Linked DNA regions of Sus scrofa: regions 1, 2 and 4 are each linked to region 3. A link is a contact called in public Hi-C and HiChIP or PLAC-seq data. All regions are on one chromosome and are shown on one strand. The core of a region is the stretch at or near the end of the contact, and the rest is flanking DNA. Distances in the headings are between cores, read along the strand shown. Region 1 holds the start of PODN (podocan). Region 2 holds the start of ZYG11B (protein zyg-11 homolog B). Region 3 holds the start of ECHDC2 (enoyl-CoA hydratase domain-containing protein 2, mitochondrial). Region 4 holds the start of SELRC1 (Sel1 repeat containing 1).

Region 1 (3,108 bases), core at 552-3,051, 150 kb after region 3:
TTTTAGCTGGTGCCACAGGTCATGTGTGGGCCCTGGTCTGGCATTCCACAGAAGAGCCTACTTTGGGGGTGGGGACAGGGGTGGGGTGGGGCAGGCAGGGGATGTGGTGTGCCCTGTGGCTGGAGAATACCTTCCCCACAGGGCTGGGTGATTCAGATCTTCAAGGATTTAAAATGATGCCTGGAGATCCTGGAATGGCGCAGTGGAAACAAATCCGACTAGGAACCATGAGGTTGTGGGTTCGATCCTTGGCCTCGCTCGGTGGGTTAAGGATCTGGTTGTGCACTGTGGTGTAGGTCACAGACGCGGCTCGGATCTGGCGTGGCTGTGGCTGTGGCGTGGGCTGGCAGCTGTAGCTCTGATTAGACCCCCAACCTGGGAACCTCCATATGTCACGGGTGCAGTGCTAAAAAAGCAATAAATAAATAAAAAAATGATGCCTGGCACTTAGTAGGCATGCAATATATGCTGGTTCCTGTTCTTCTAGAAGGTTTTCTTTAGTTCATGGGTGTTCAAGCCAGTAGACACTCTTCTAGCTCCACTTGAATCTAGGGTCAGTGTTGAGAAGGCACAAGATGCGTATCTGTGTTGGCTCCCGTCCAGTCCTGTGAATCACACCAATTCTCATAAGTTCAAGCGCAGAGAGAACTGGGCTCGGAGGCCAAAGAAGGCAAAATATTTCTTTTTCCCATTCTTGAGTTCTTGAGTTCTTGATGTAATGGAAACAGATGATCCTGGGTTCAAATCCAGGCTTTTGCATTTGCCTGCTCCAGTTAGCTGCCTGACTCCATCATGGAAAGAATGTGGGCTGTGGCGAAGGGTAAACCTGGCCATTTTACTCTGTCACTTGTCCCTCCTAAGGCTGTCTCCTCACCTGTGAATGGAGGCAACAGGCCTTCTTCTCTTGCAGGGTTGCGAAGATCAGAGAGTGACGTGAAGATGAGAGAGTAAATCAGGATGCGGCAACCCAAGCCTGTGAAAGGCCCAGAGCCTTTGCATGAGCCATTCATTCATTCAGGGCCCTGGTAATTCAAGTTGAACAAGGAGTTCCAAGTTTGAGTTATTTATCCTTTTCCCGCTCTAGCAGGAGGGCAGCCGGCTAAGGTAGCCGTGGATGCTCTGCCCACGGGCCACAGCGGGTACGGAGGAGAGCCTTGCTGGGCAGTGGAGGTGCCAAGTACCACCTAAACCCAGCCAGACCGCATTCTATCTCCCAAGACCCTGGCGCCAACCGGTGTTGCTTCAGCTGCTCGTAGTTAATGCGCCTTTACTTGGAAACATTTTCAGCTCCTGAGAGCAGGACAGGGCTCACCGTTCACCTCCCTCCCCGCCCTTGTCTCCTTGCGACTGGGATCCGCATGCACCCTGCTCCCAGCCCAATTTATCGCCCTTCAAGGCTCACCAGGCTGTGGGCCCAGGGCCAACGTGGCAGGGCCGGTGCGTGCCGAGAACTTTTCCGGGAAGGGGCCCGGGAGGGTCTTGGCGGGCAGCCCGTTAGCCAAGGCTTAGGACCCCTGGATGGGAGAGTGAACCGATAGGTACTCATGCCTGGAGCGGTTGCAAAACCCTCTGTCGGGAGGAAGAAACAGCTCAGAGGCACTTGGTGGAAGGGGGGCCCTCTGCCCGGCCCTCCTTTCAGGTGCTGGGGCCTCGAGGGGGTCCCATTCCACTTCGGAAGGCTGGGAACGAGGAAGCGCTTCGGACTAGACACCCCGCCTCCCCAGTCTCCCGGGGTGGGGGTGGGGGGCGTGGTACGGCGGCCCCTCGGAGCAGAGAGCGGGGTGAGGGGTCCGCGCGGCGGCTCTGCCTCCCGGGGAAGTGGGGCTCGGCCCAGTCCAGCGCGGGGAGGGGCAGGCCCTCCGCTGCCCGCGCCTGCGGGGACCCTACGCCTGTGTCCAGAAGAGGCCGGCGTCCAGCAGATGCACGCGCGGGGGGGGCGAGGGGGAGGCGGGGAGGAGAAAACCCACAACAAAACTTGCGTCGCCGAGAGCACGGCTCGACTTGAATGGCAGGAGCCCGCGCCCGCGGAGCGCAGAGGCGACTCGGAAGAACGCGGTCTGCTGGCAGGGAGCGGCGCGGCGCCGGAGCGCAGCAGGTACCGGGCACGGGAGGCCGGGTGGGCTGAGGGCCCGGGCCGAGCTGAGGAGCGATCGGACTTCCCGCCTGGTCCGGATCGCCCCAGCGGCTGGCCCGGGCGGGGCCGCGCACCTCGCCCCCTCCGCTGGAGCCTTACACTTGGAGGGCACGTCCGGAGAGCTCTTCCTCCGGGGCGCGCCCCTCCGCGATGCCTACCCGGCAGGGGCCTGTTCTTCGGCCAAAGGCTGGTCCCAGCCCCGGGCCCCTCCTGCTGCGCACATCTGGAAAGAATCTGAGGGCGGATGGTGGGGGGGCGGGTGGAAGGATGCGGGCAGACAGGGAATGTGGGGGGCAGGTGGAACCGGGGAAGGGCGAGGACCCCTGTGCTTGGGGCCTGGGCTCAGCGTATGCCCATGCCTTTCCACGTCAGCTCCTTCCAGCTAGCCCACCCTTCGACCTCTTTACAGACAGAGAAACTGAGGCCTAGAGAGAAGCTGAGATCTGCCCCCGGGACGCGCGCACAGGTGAGGCGGAGCCGCTCGGGGCTGGGCTCCTCGGGCCCATGCCGCGCCCTCGCTGAGCACAGCTCTCAGCCGGCGCCCGGTGTCCGTTTGTCCGTCTCTCCAGCTGCCTCCCTGTTGGGACAGCAGGGCTGAGGAGGGGGCAGGAGGGTGGCCCCGGAGCGCGGGCAGCGAGGCCGGAGCGCTCTGGCGAATGCGGTCGAAGCCCCCCGGTTGCAGGTCCGTGAACCGCCGTGGTGCTAGAATACCTGATGCGCCGTCAGGTGGAAGCGGCGGTGAGCTCCTGATGGCCCTGGGGGCTGGGGCGGGGGGCCGTGGGGCCGTGGGGCGGGAGGCAGCTGCAGCCTGAACTTCAAGAGAGGAGCAGAAAACAAGCGTGCGCTCTCAGGGTCCGGGAGGTACAGAGGGATGTGCGCCGGGCGCTTGCTGGGAGGACCATGCAACCTGACCCCCTGCCGTTCAACTTTGGACTGGCGGGGGAAGGCTAAGCGGTGGTGGACCCAGCTGCAGG
Region 2 (3,173 bases), core at 494-2,993, 150 kb before region 3:
AATAGTCAAATTCATAAAGACAAAAAGTAAAATGGCGGTTGTCAGGGGCTGGGGGGCAGGAAATGAGGAGTTATTGTTTAGTGGGTACAGAGTTTTGGTTTTGCAGGATGAAAAGAGCTCTGGGGGAGTTCCCGTCGTGGCTCAGTGGTTAACGAATCTGGGAACCATGAGGTTGCAGGTTCAATCCCTGGCCTCGCTCAGTGGGTTGAGGATCTGGAGTTGCCGTGAGCTGTGGTGTAGGTCAAAGACGCAGCTGGGACCCCGAGTTGCTGTGGCTTTGGCGTGGGCCAGTGGCTATAGCTCCAATTGGACCCCTAGCCTGGGACCCTCTGTGTGCCACAGGTGTGGCCCTAGAAAAGGCAAAAAAAAAAAAAAAAAAAAAAAGAGAGAGCTCTGGAACTGGATGGTGGTGACGAGAGCACAACAAAGTACTTAATGTCACTGACCTGTACACTGAAGAATGATTAGGATGATTAAAAAAAAAAGCATCAATATCCGTCTATATGGACTTGCATTTCGTATGTCTGTTTTTAAATTTAATGTTTCTAGTAATTACTTTTTATTGCACTTTACAAAAACAGTTTTGTGGCTGATTGGGGGCGGAAACCAAGCCTTTTTGCAGTTTGAGAATTGCGGAAGGTATGACCTTAGCTAAAAGGCAAATAGCTCATTTGTAGTAAGGAGAGGAAGGCAGCGTAGAGCAGCAGAGTTAGAAGCAGAGCAGAGTCATAGGTGGGTTGGAAGTAATGGTGACTGGTGGGACCTTATATTCTCCTGTTTGCTTCATTTTCACCATGAATTGGAAGCGAAATCATCAGTGAGCAGGGAAGAAGTGTTGGAGGTTTAAAGGGAGAGATACAAAACAGTTATGTAGTGAGGTGAGAGAGCGTATGGAACTGGAGAAATGCAGTAGGATCGCCAAGCGTTAAGGGCTTTTTTGACGAAAATGATAACAAGCTAGGTGGAGGCCAGTCAGTATGATTTTGGATTTTTCTCCCTTCTACCCCGTTTGGCTGCAGGTGTAGGATTAGAGTTTCCTCAGGTGAGTACAAGGAAAGGAAAGAAGGACTGGAGAAGTGAAAGTGAACACCGAGGGATGATGGACAGTAGAATCTAAGCTGTTCATGAAAGGAAATCGGATACCGTGAAGAATAGTGGAAAGGTAGTAGGAGCACTGGATGTTGAGTTTTGGTAAAGTTGAATTTTTGGAGTCGGGTATTTGAGGAAGTGAGCCTGAGAGGAAGGAGGCTGAGGTGGGAGAGTTGAATGATTGAAATTGAGATTATAGAGGGGTTATCTGAAATTCAGATTTAAAGTATAAGCACGGAAATGAGAGGCTGAGGCAAGGGCGATCCCTAGAGGCGAGGAACCCGAGAAGTTAGGTCTCTAGAGGAATCATCTAAAAGAATTGAAATCACTAAGAGAATATATGAATATTCTATATGAATATATAGAATACATGACAATAGAAATGAACGACAATGAACAGAAGCACAGGGGTCTGTATGCAACCCAAACGAATGGCAGCTCTAGTCTTCTGTAGGACGTATATTTAAATCTCTAGTTTTTAAAGCACTGGTTATTTGAAGACGTGTGGCTCTTTTAAGGGTCTGAGAAGGGGAGAAGCCAGGGGTCGGGCGCGCGGGCGGGGGTGGGGAGGTTGGGGAGCGGTGGGGGGGCCGTGGCCAGGGCTCCTGGGCCGAGTCTGCGCAGTGAGGGAGGAGGCGGGGCCGAGCTTGTGTTTGCGGGCGAGGGCGGAGCCTCGGGGGCGGAGTCTGCGCTCGGGATCGGGCTGCGGCTGCGGCTGCTGCACTTTCAGCTTCCGAGGCGAGGAGGCCGAGGCCTGGGCCGAGCCCGGAGCCGCCGCTCGTCGGAGCCTCCTGGAGCCCCCGCGCCGGCTCAGCCTGGGGGCGGGCTCAGGCCCGGCCCGCCGCCGAACCCAGGACAGAGGCTGCATGCCAGAGGACCAGGCCGGCGCAGCCATGGTGAGAGAGCGAGGCCTGCCTGAGCCGCAGCCTCCCGCCACCCTGGCCCCCGCGGGCCTGCCCCTCCCCAGCTTTGACGCCCCTTCTGCTCCTGCCTTTACCTCCCCTCCTTGTTACCTCCCCTTTGGTGACCCACTCCTCCTTCCCCTTGGTCTCCGGCCACCTGCCGTGGTGACAACCCCCCCCCCCTTAATCTCTCTCCATCCCGGTGACACCCTTTTTAAAAATCACCCCCAGTGACAGCCTCTTTCGCGGTCCCCTTTGCCGCCCCCTCCTTGTCCTTTAACCCGACCTTCTTTTTCTTCTGTACCATTTTGCCTTGTTCTCTCTTTTGGGATCTCTACGCCTTCCCTTCTTTTCCTCCCTCTTTTTCGCTCCTGCTCCTTGCTCTCGCTTCTTACCCCCTTTCACCATTTTATCTCCACTGCCCTCTCCTTTCTCCCCTTCGTCCTCCACCATCCACATTTCCTCTCCCCCTTATCGGATGTCCTCGCTTCCCCGCTCTCACAGCTGTCCCCATTTCCTTCTACGGGATTCAAGGGTCTCAACAGGAACAATTTGAGGGCGATTGCTTCCCAAGAGCTGTAGGGCGGGCAGATAGAGATTCTTAGGCTTTTTTCTTCCTTTTCTTTTTTTTTTTGCAGAGGGAAGGGGGAGTTTGGCGGTGCTTCGAGAGAGCCTGCAAGCCTTATTTCCTAATGTCATTGCAAAACCTGAGTGATAGTGTGTTTTGGAGCGATCGAGTGAGGCATGGGGTGAGGGCCACCCTGCATACTATGGTCTTATGAGATATCTCGCCTTTGGGCAGAAATAACTTAAAGTGTTTTCGAATGTATTTTTATTTTGAGCATCTTTTAATGTGAAGGTACCGTTTGAGAAATTTGAAAGCATTTATGTACAGTCTTTCCTGTTACTCATAACAAATGGTTTGTTTTTGTTTGGAGGCAGAGACCAGGGCATCTGAATAACCCAGATCAGTTTGGCAGTCAGATATGACAGTCTCTTTAATACCTTCTATTATCTTCTTTTGTTTTGCCCTTTCTGCTTTTAGCTGGGAAACCCTTACATTTGCAAATTTCCTCTCTCCTTCCTGTTTCAAAATAGGTTGAGGCTTCAGTGCGATTTTCATTGAGTTGGGTTACACATGGTTTGCAGTTCCTTTAATGAACTCATTGCTCCATCATATAC
Region 3 (3,179 bases), core at 676-3,175:
AGTTTCTTTATCTCCTTCCCTCAGGGGTTTTCTCCTACTTTCTAAATGCCCTTTGGCAGGGGCAGAGGCTTAACTTCCTGATGCTGGCTGTTTGGAAAGAGTTCCCAAGTGAGCTCCAAGGATTATGACCTGAGATAATATTTAAAGTAATGTATAAATCTGTGTTTTGAGTCACTGACTTAGCAAAAGAATTAGTGATGACCTAATAGTTGAGAACACAGGTTTTGAAATCAGACTTGGTTCAAACTGCTTAACCTCCCTGTTTCTCGGTTTCTTAATCTGTAAAGTTGCGAGAAAAATTACAGCTATTTCAAAGCAAGCGCCCTTGCTGGTTTGGCAGTAAGCTAAGCATGAAAGTAAGGGGTATTCTCTGACACCAGCAATCCCAGTTGGCCAGAGAATTCTCACCAAGTGATGTCCTGGATACGGGTAGCCCCTACATGCCCCTCAAAAGTGGAGGATGCACACTAGGGAATAGTATGCGACAGCAGGGGGCAAGGAACTCAATTTTTATGGCAAGGCAGCTCTTGAAAGCTTAATCTCAAGCGGGGGTGGGGGAAGGAAGAAATATGAGCTGTCAGGAACAACGCCCTCCGTGGAAATTAAAACTCCTTGGACACAAAGAGTGTTACATCAAATGCAGGGAAGGGAAGAAAGGGTTGGGACTGGGGACAAAGTAAAGACGAGAGAGAAGAACCCTGCCCTGAGGGCGACTGCGGTGTGTGATAACGGATAACGTGGCTGAATGCGCTTTAAAGTGCAACCCCCTCCCCACAACAAAACAAACAAAAAACTCAGACCCACTAACTAAGGAAACAAACTCCAGCACAACACTCCAACGAAATGTTTTCTGCCAGTGACAGGCCCCAACGCTGAGTCAGCTGGACTCAAAAGTCCCCCAGCAGCTGCAGGGCCAGCGCGCAGGGACGAGACTCGTCCTCTGTCCTTCCTGCGCGGAGAGCTGGCTGCGCTCCGCCGCCCCGGGCCCCTGGAGCTTCGCCAGGACCCTCGGCCCAGGAGGGAAATCAGGTCTTTTACCGCTCGTGTGGGGGCCGGGCGCCCTCGTGTCTGATCCCAGCCCGGGGCGAGTCCTCTATCTGGCCACCACACAGGGGCCCGAGGGGACACTGACGTGGAGTCGCACGACCTTTAGGTTCCGGGCGGCCGTTAAGGTGGTCCCCTACCTGGGGGGGGCTAGACTTAGCCGCGGGGGCTTTGGCGTCCCGTCCTCAAACGCCTTCCCACGGCCTGTTTCCGTCTCCCCGCGCCCACCGGGCACAGTGGCCAGGGGTCCGCCCCGGCAGCAGGGCCAGGCGCCTGGCCTGCCCGCCCGGCCGGCGCGTCCCAGGACCGCGCACTTACCTTGGTCGAGACCCTCCAGAGCGCGCACTTGGATCTCGCGACCCGCATCCACAGGGCTAGAGGCGCAGCCGCGAGTCTTCTCCAGGGGCCTCCAGCGCAGGGCGCTCGCCAGGGTGCGCAGCATCGGGGTGCCGTCCGGAAGGTGCCGCCAGGCCCCTCCACTACCTTCTCTCCCGCCGAAAGCTGGAGGATCAGCCCCAGGCCTTTGCAAACTGCTCCTCCTATGGGTCCAAAGTCCGGCGCTGCTCTCTGTGCGTCTCAGAGACCGGAAGACCTGGGTAGGAGAAAGTTCAGCTCCAGTGTGTCTTGTGTGTGTGTGTGTGTTTCTTTATTTTTTTTAGAGCCGCATCCGCGGCATATGGAGGTTCCCAGGGACCGAAAGACCTGGGTAGGAGAAAGTTCAGCTCCAGTGTGTCGTGTGTGTGTGTGTGTGTGTGTGTGTGTGTGTGTGTGTGTGTGTGTGTGTGTTTATTTTTTTTAGGGTGGCATCCGCGGCATATGGAGGTTCCCAGGCTAGGGGTTGAATTGGAGCTACAGCTGCCAGCCTACACCACAGCCATAGCAACGGGGAATCTGAGCCCTGTCTTCGACCTACACCTCAGCTCACAGCAACGCCAGATCCTTAACCCATTGAGCGAGGCCAGGGATTGAACCCGCAACCTCATGGTTCCTAGTTGGATTCGTTTCCTCTGCACCACAACGGGAACTCCATCCAATGTATCATTTTGGACAAGGCCCAAGCTCTCTAAACGCCAGTGTTTTCTGTAAAGCACAAATAATAAAAGCGACTCCTGTTAAAGCCTAAGAAAGCCAAATACTACTTAAAAGTAATGAAAACAGATTTTATTTTTTGTCTTTTTATGGCGGCACTCTGGGCACATGAAGCCCAGGCTAGGGGTCAAATCTGAGCTGCAGCTGCCGGCCTCTGCCGCAGCCACGGTCACACCAGATCCGAACCGCTGTGCAAGCTACATCGCAGCTCAAGGCAACCCTGGATCCTTAACCCACTGATCGAGGCCAGGGATTGAACCCACAACCTCATGGATTCTAGTTGGGTTCCTTATGCTGAGCCACAGTGGGAACTTCAATGAATTAATTCAGGTTATGGGTCATCTGGCCATCCCTCCCTGTCCCTTTTCTACATATTATTGGACACAATTCCAATTCCTCCACTGCTTAGAGAATCACAGACTTGAGGTTGCATGAGAAAGATTTTTACAGAAGGTTGCAGAGCAATTGTGGGCCTTTACCTCTCCTACTTAACGAGGTTAATGCTAATTTTTATGGGTTGAATTGTGCCCCCCCTCCGCAAATCTATGTGTTGCAGTCCTCTCCCTCAGTACCTCACGATGTGACTGCATTTGGAGACAGGGTCTTTAAAGAGGTAATCAAGTTAAAATGAGGTCATCAGGTTTGACCCTAATCCAATGTGACTGATGTTCTTATAAGAAGAAAATTTTAGCACAGATGGGTATAAAGGACAGACCATGTGAAGACAAAGGGAGAAGACGGCCATTTATAAGCCAAGGAACAGCCAGTGCTTCAGACACAATCAACCCTACCAATACCTTGATCCTGGACTAGAAGTCCAGCCCCCAGAACTGTGCAGAAATAAATTTCTTCTCTTTAATCCACCCAGTTTGTGGTACTTTGTTAGGGCAACCCTAGCAAGTCAATACACCAAATAAAGGAAGTTCTTTTCCTGAAAGGCTATATGGTGCCTGGTTTTTAAAATAACCAGGTACCCCTCCTCCTCTCTACGTTATGATTGTTCCTGAGAGTCTAAGAAAGCTTAGCAAAGGAGCAAGGGAGCAGTG
Region 4 (2,789 bases), core at 264-2,763, 190 kb before region 3:
TTTTTTTCTCTCCTTCTGCTCTGTTAAATCAACACTACTTGCCTATTCCTCCCAACATTTTCCAGATGTCTTCCCAACCATTCTGCTCCTCAGTGACTCCACTCCTGTGAATTCTCCTTCTCTCTACACTTAGGACATGAACTAGCCTTACTGAACAACCCTGGCTTCTTAAGATTTAAGCCATCACACTGCAGAGCAACTCTGTGTAGTTGGTCAGCTTCAAGCTAGACTCCAAGCTGTTGATCAGCATGGGAGTCTTGATCTGCTCTGTGTCCCACCTGGGCCAGTTCATTCCTCCTTAGGCAACCCAGTGGTCTCCCATTCCTGGGAAGTCACCATATTGATCCCAAACTTAGTGTGGACATCTGATCCACATGGCACATTGTAGCCCAGAACTCCTGGGCTCAAGGGATCCTCCAGCCTCAGCCTCCCAAGTAACTCCTGGGACTACAGGTTCATGCCACAGCGTGCAGCTAGACTGCAAGCTACTAGAAGACAGGCCCAGTGCCTTTTTTTTTTTTTTTTTTCTTTTATAAAAATAAAGTAGGCAGGAGTTCCCTGGTGGCACAGTGGATTAAGGATCCAGCACTGCCACGCTGTGGCTCTGGTTACAACCCATGGCCCTGGAACTTCGGTGTGCCACAGAAGAGCCACCCCCCTCCCCCCAAAAAAAAGTAGGAAGAAGAAAACCACTCCAAAGGTACTGGCTGCTCTGGGCAACCTCTCCTGCACATCGCCCACACAGGGAAGTCAACTCATGTTCCCAGAACACACTGAGCACACTCACCTCGCTGCGCCTTTTCATTGGGCCTAGCTCTGCCTGGCATGGATCTCCTTTACCTTCTACACTTTGTTCAAATGTCACTCTCATGATTCTCCCTAATCACTCGATTTAAAACTGCCTTCCTGAATTCTGGTACCTCTCAGCCAGTTCCTTTTCCCACTGCACTTATTAATTTCTAATATGCTACACATGTGTTTCTCTGTGTTTACTGTCCAGTACCCCCACTAGAATGTAAGCTCCCTGAGGACGCGGCTTTTTATCCGATCACTGACGTAGCCCCAGGGTCTCTCCTCCACGTGCCCAAACGCTTCTTTTCCTTCCCGCCCGGCCTCCAGGCAGAGCATTCTCCCGCGGCGAGCCCAGCAAGTCCTTGCGGAAGCCAACCGACCCCTCCCCGCCCCTCCACAAGGCCGTCTGTGTCCCACACACCCCGTGTCCCCGGCCGGTGACCCCTTCCAGATCCCCTCAGAGATCCCTCACGTGACCCGTCCAACTCCCGCCCCTGCGTCCGGAGCCCCCACGTGAACCTAGGCCGTGCTGGCGGGGCTCACCGTCCGGGTCCTTCTCCTGATAGCACTGGTAATTGCACTCCACCTCCATGTTCTCCAGAAAGGACTTCACCTGCTCCTCGTCCTGGAAGTCCACGAGGCCCGCCATGGCTCTCGCTCGGTCAGTCAAAATCACCCCGCCGCTCTGCCCCGGCGCGCGCCGTACGCCCGCCCAGGTCACGTGAGCGGCGGAGGGGCGGGGCTTGGGCGGGGCTTGCCGCCGAGGTCCGCCGCTCCCTCCGGCGGCCTGAAAGCCCGGCGCGCCGGGAGCTTGAGCTTTTCCTCTGCTCTCTGGCTGTTAGGCTTTGGCTGTCTCACCTTTTCCTCAGGTCTGGTAGCAGTCTTTCTGTAGCACTTTACTGTGCCAGTCTTGTGGCTTTAATGCTTCTCCGCTTCTGGTCATTTATCTCTCCATCTGTCCGCTCTTTCGTTAATTCGGTGTTGCCTAGGCGCCTACCATATGCCTCACCAAGTGCTTGGTGCTAGTAATACAACAGCGAGGAAGTATGGGTCCTGCCATTAAAGGGCTTGCAGTTTAGAAGGAAAGCTTTTGTTTATCCATTCAGCAAGTATTTTGAGCACCCATTATGGGCCAGCTGTAGCTGGACAAACCAATATTCTTAAGTCGCTGCAAGTGCAGTGAAAAGTCTGATTCATCTCTCTTTTCCTCCCATTCCCACCTTCTGCCTCCAACATGAGTGACCCAAGGAATGAATGGCTGTGGAAGATGATAGCCGGATCACAGTAGCAGTAATAATACTGTTATAATAGCTAATGCTTAAACAGGGCTAAACTTTGTTTCAGATTCTATTTGAAGAGCTTCCTCATTTAATTCTCATGAAGGCACTCATTGTGGGTAGGAGTTATTCCCCCCATTCTGCTGATGAGGAAAGAAACTGAGGTACAGAGAGTAAATTGTCCAAAGGTCACACAGGAAATACGAAATTTGCTGTGCAATGAATATTTTTTGAATAAAAGAATGAAGTACAAAAGGAAAAGTCAAGGATATGGGAAAGAAAAGAGGAATTTCAGCTGGTTTTTGCTTTTTCTTCTTAGAATCATCAGTTCCATAAAGCCTAGACTGAACGCTCTCCAAAGACAGTCAGTTCCTATTTCTCTTTGAGTCCCAGCCAGCCCTCGCCTATGTCCCTGAGGGGAGCTCAAGTCCTTGGTTTCCCAGCACCTCTAGCATTGCTTCCAAATGGCTCCACTATTAACCTATCCTTAAGGGCGTCAGAGAATGGACCACTTCCAACCACGTCCTTGTTAGAGAGTAGCTTGCTGAACCTGGGAAACGTCTTCGAAATTCCAGTTTTATTTTAAAGATTTAAATGATTTTACACTCAAGTCCATAACACATCTTTCATAGGATAACACATTCCAGTTGTCATTCCACATTTACTAGTGGTTTCTTAGACACCTGATCACCTTGGGAGATCCTTTAATACATCTCTCAT

What was found. Hi-C and Micro-C count contacts between places; a contact is called where the count stands out from the background. HiChIP or PLAC-seq counts read pairs in DNA pulled down with a chosen protein or histone mark.
Region 1: an H3K27ac HiChIP or PLAC-seq map of alveolar macrophages shows a contact between it and region 3. The contact joins the promoter of PODN here to the promoter of ECHDC2 in region 3. A contact is called at or near these places in 2 of 2 datasets of contacts at active chromatin or transcription factors (alveolar macrophages and skeletal muscle).
Region 2: a Hi-C map of skeletal muscle shows a contact between it and region 3, with 3 times the contacts expected there. The contact joins the promoter of ZYG11B here to the promoter of ECHDC2 in region 3. A contact is called at or near these places in 2 of 47 Hi-C or Micro-C datasets (liver and skeletal muscle) and 2 of 2 datasets of contacts at active chromatin or transcription factors (alveolar macrophages and skeletal muscle).
Region 4: an H3K27ac HiChIP or PLAC-seq map of alveolar macrophages shows a contact between it and region 3. The contact joins the promoter of SELRC1 here to the promoter of ECHDC2 in region 3. A contact is called at or near these places in 1 of 5 promoter capture datasets (liver), 2 of 47 Hi-C or Micro-C datasets (heart right ventricle and liver) and 1 of 2 datasets of contacts at active chromatin or transcription factors (alveolar macrophages).

Annotation. Positions count from the first base shown.
Region 1 is chr6:159,178,149-159,181,256 of Sscrofa11.1, reverse strand. It overlaps PODN (podocan), which reads left to right and starts at 1,801. Exons shown (of 12, transcript XM_013999375.2): 1 at 1,801-2,095; 2 at 2,544-2,600.
Region 2 is chr6:159,479,187-159,482,359 of Sscrofa11.1, reverse strand. ZYG11B (protein zyg-11 homolog B) reads left to right here and starts at 1,743. Exons shown (of 14, transcript XM_021096631.1): 1 at 1,743-1,985. The coding sequence starts at 1,956.
Region 3 is chr6:159,324,892-159,328,070 of Sscrofa11.1, reverse strand. ECHDC2 (enoyl-CoA hydratase domain-containing protein 2, mitochondrial) reads right to left here and starts at 1,925. Exons shown (of 10, transcript XM_021096622.1): 1 at 1,363-1,925. The coding sequence starts at 1,486.
Region 4 is chr6:159,510,586-159,513,374 of Sscrofa11.1, reverse strand. It overlaps SELRC1 (Sel1 repeat containing 1), which reads right to left and starts at 1,513. Exons shown (of 4, transcript NM_001243594.1): 1 at 1,336-1,513. The coding sequence starts at 1,441.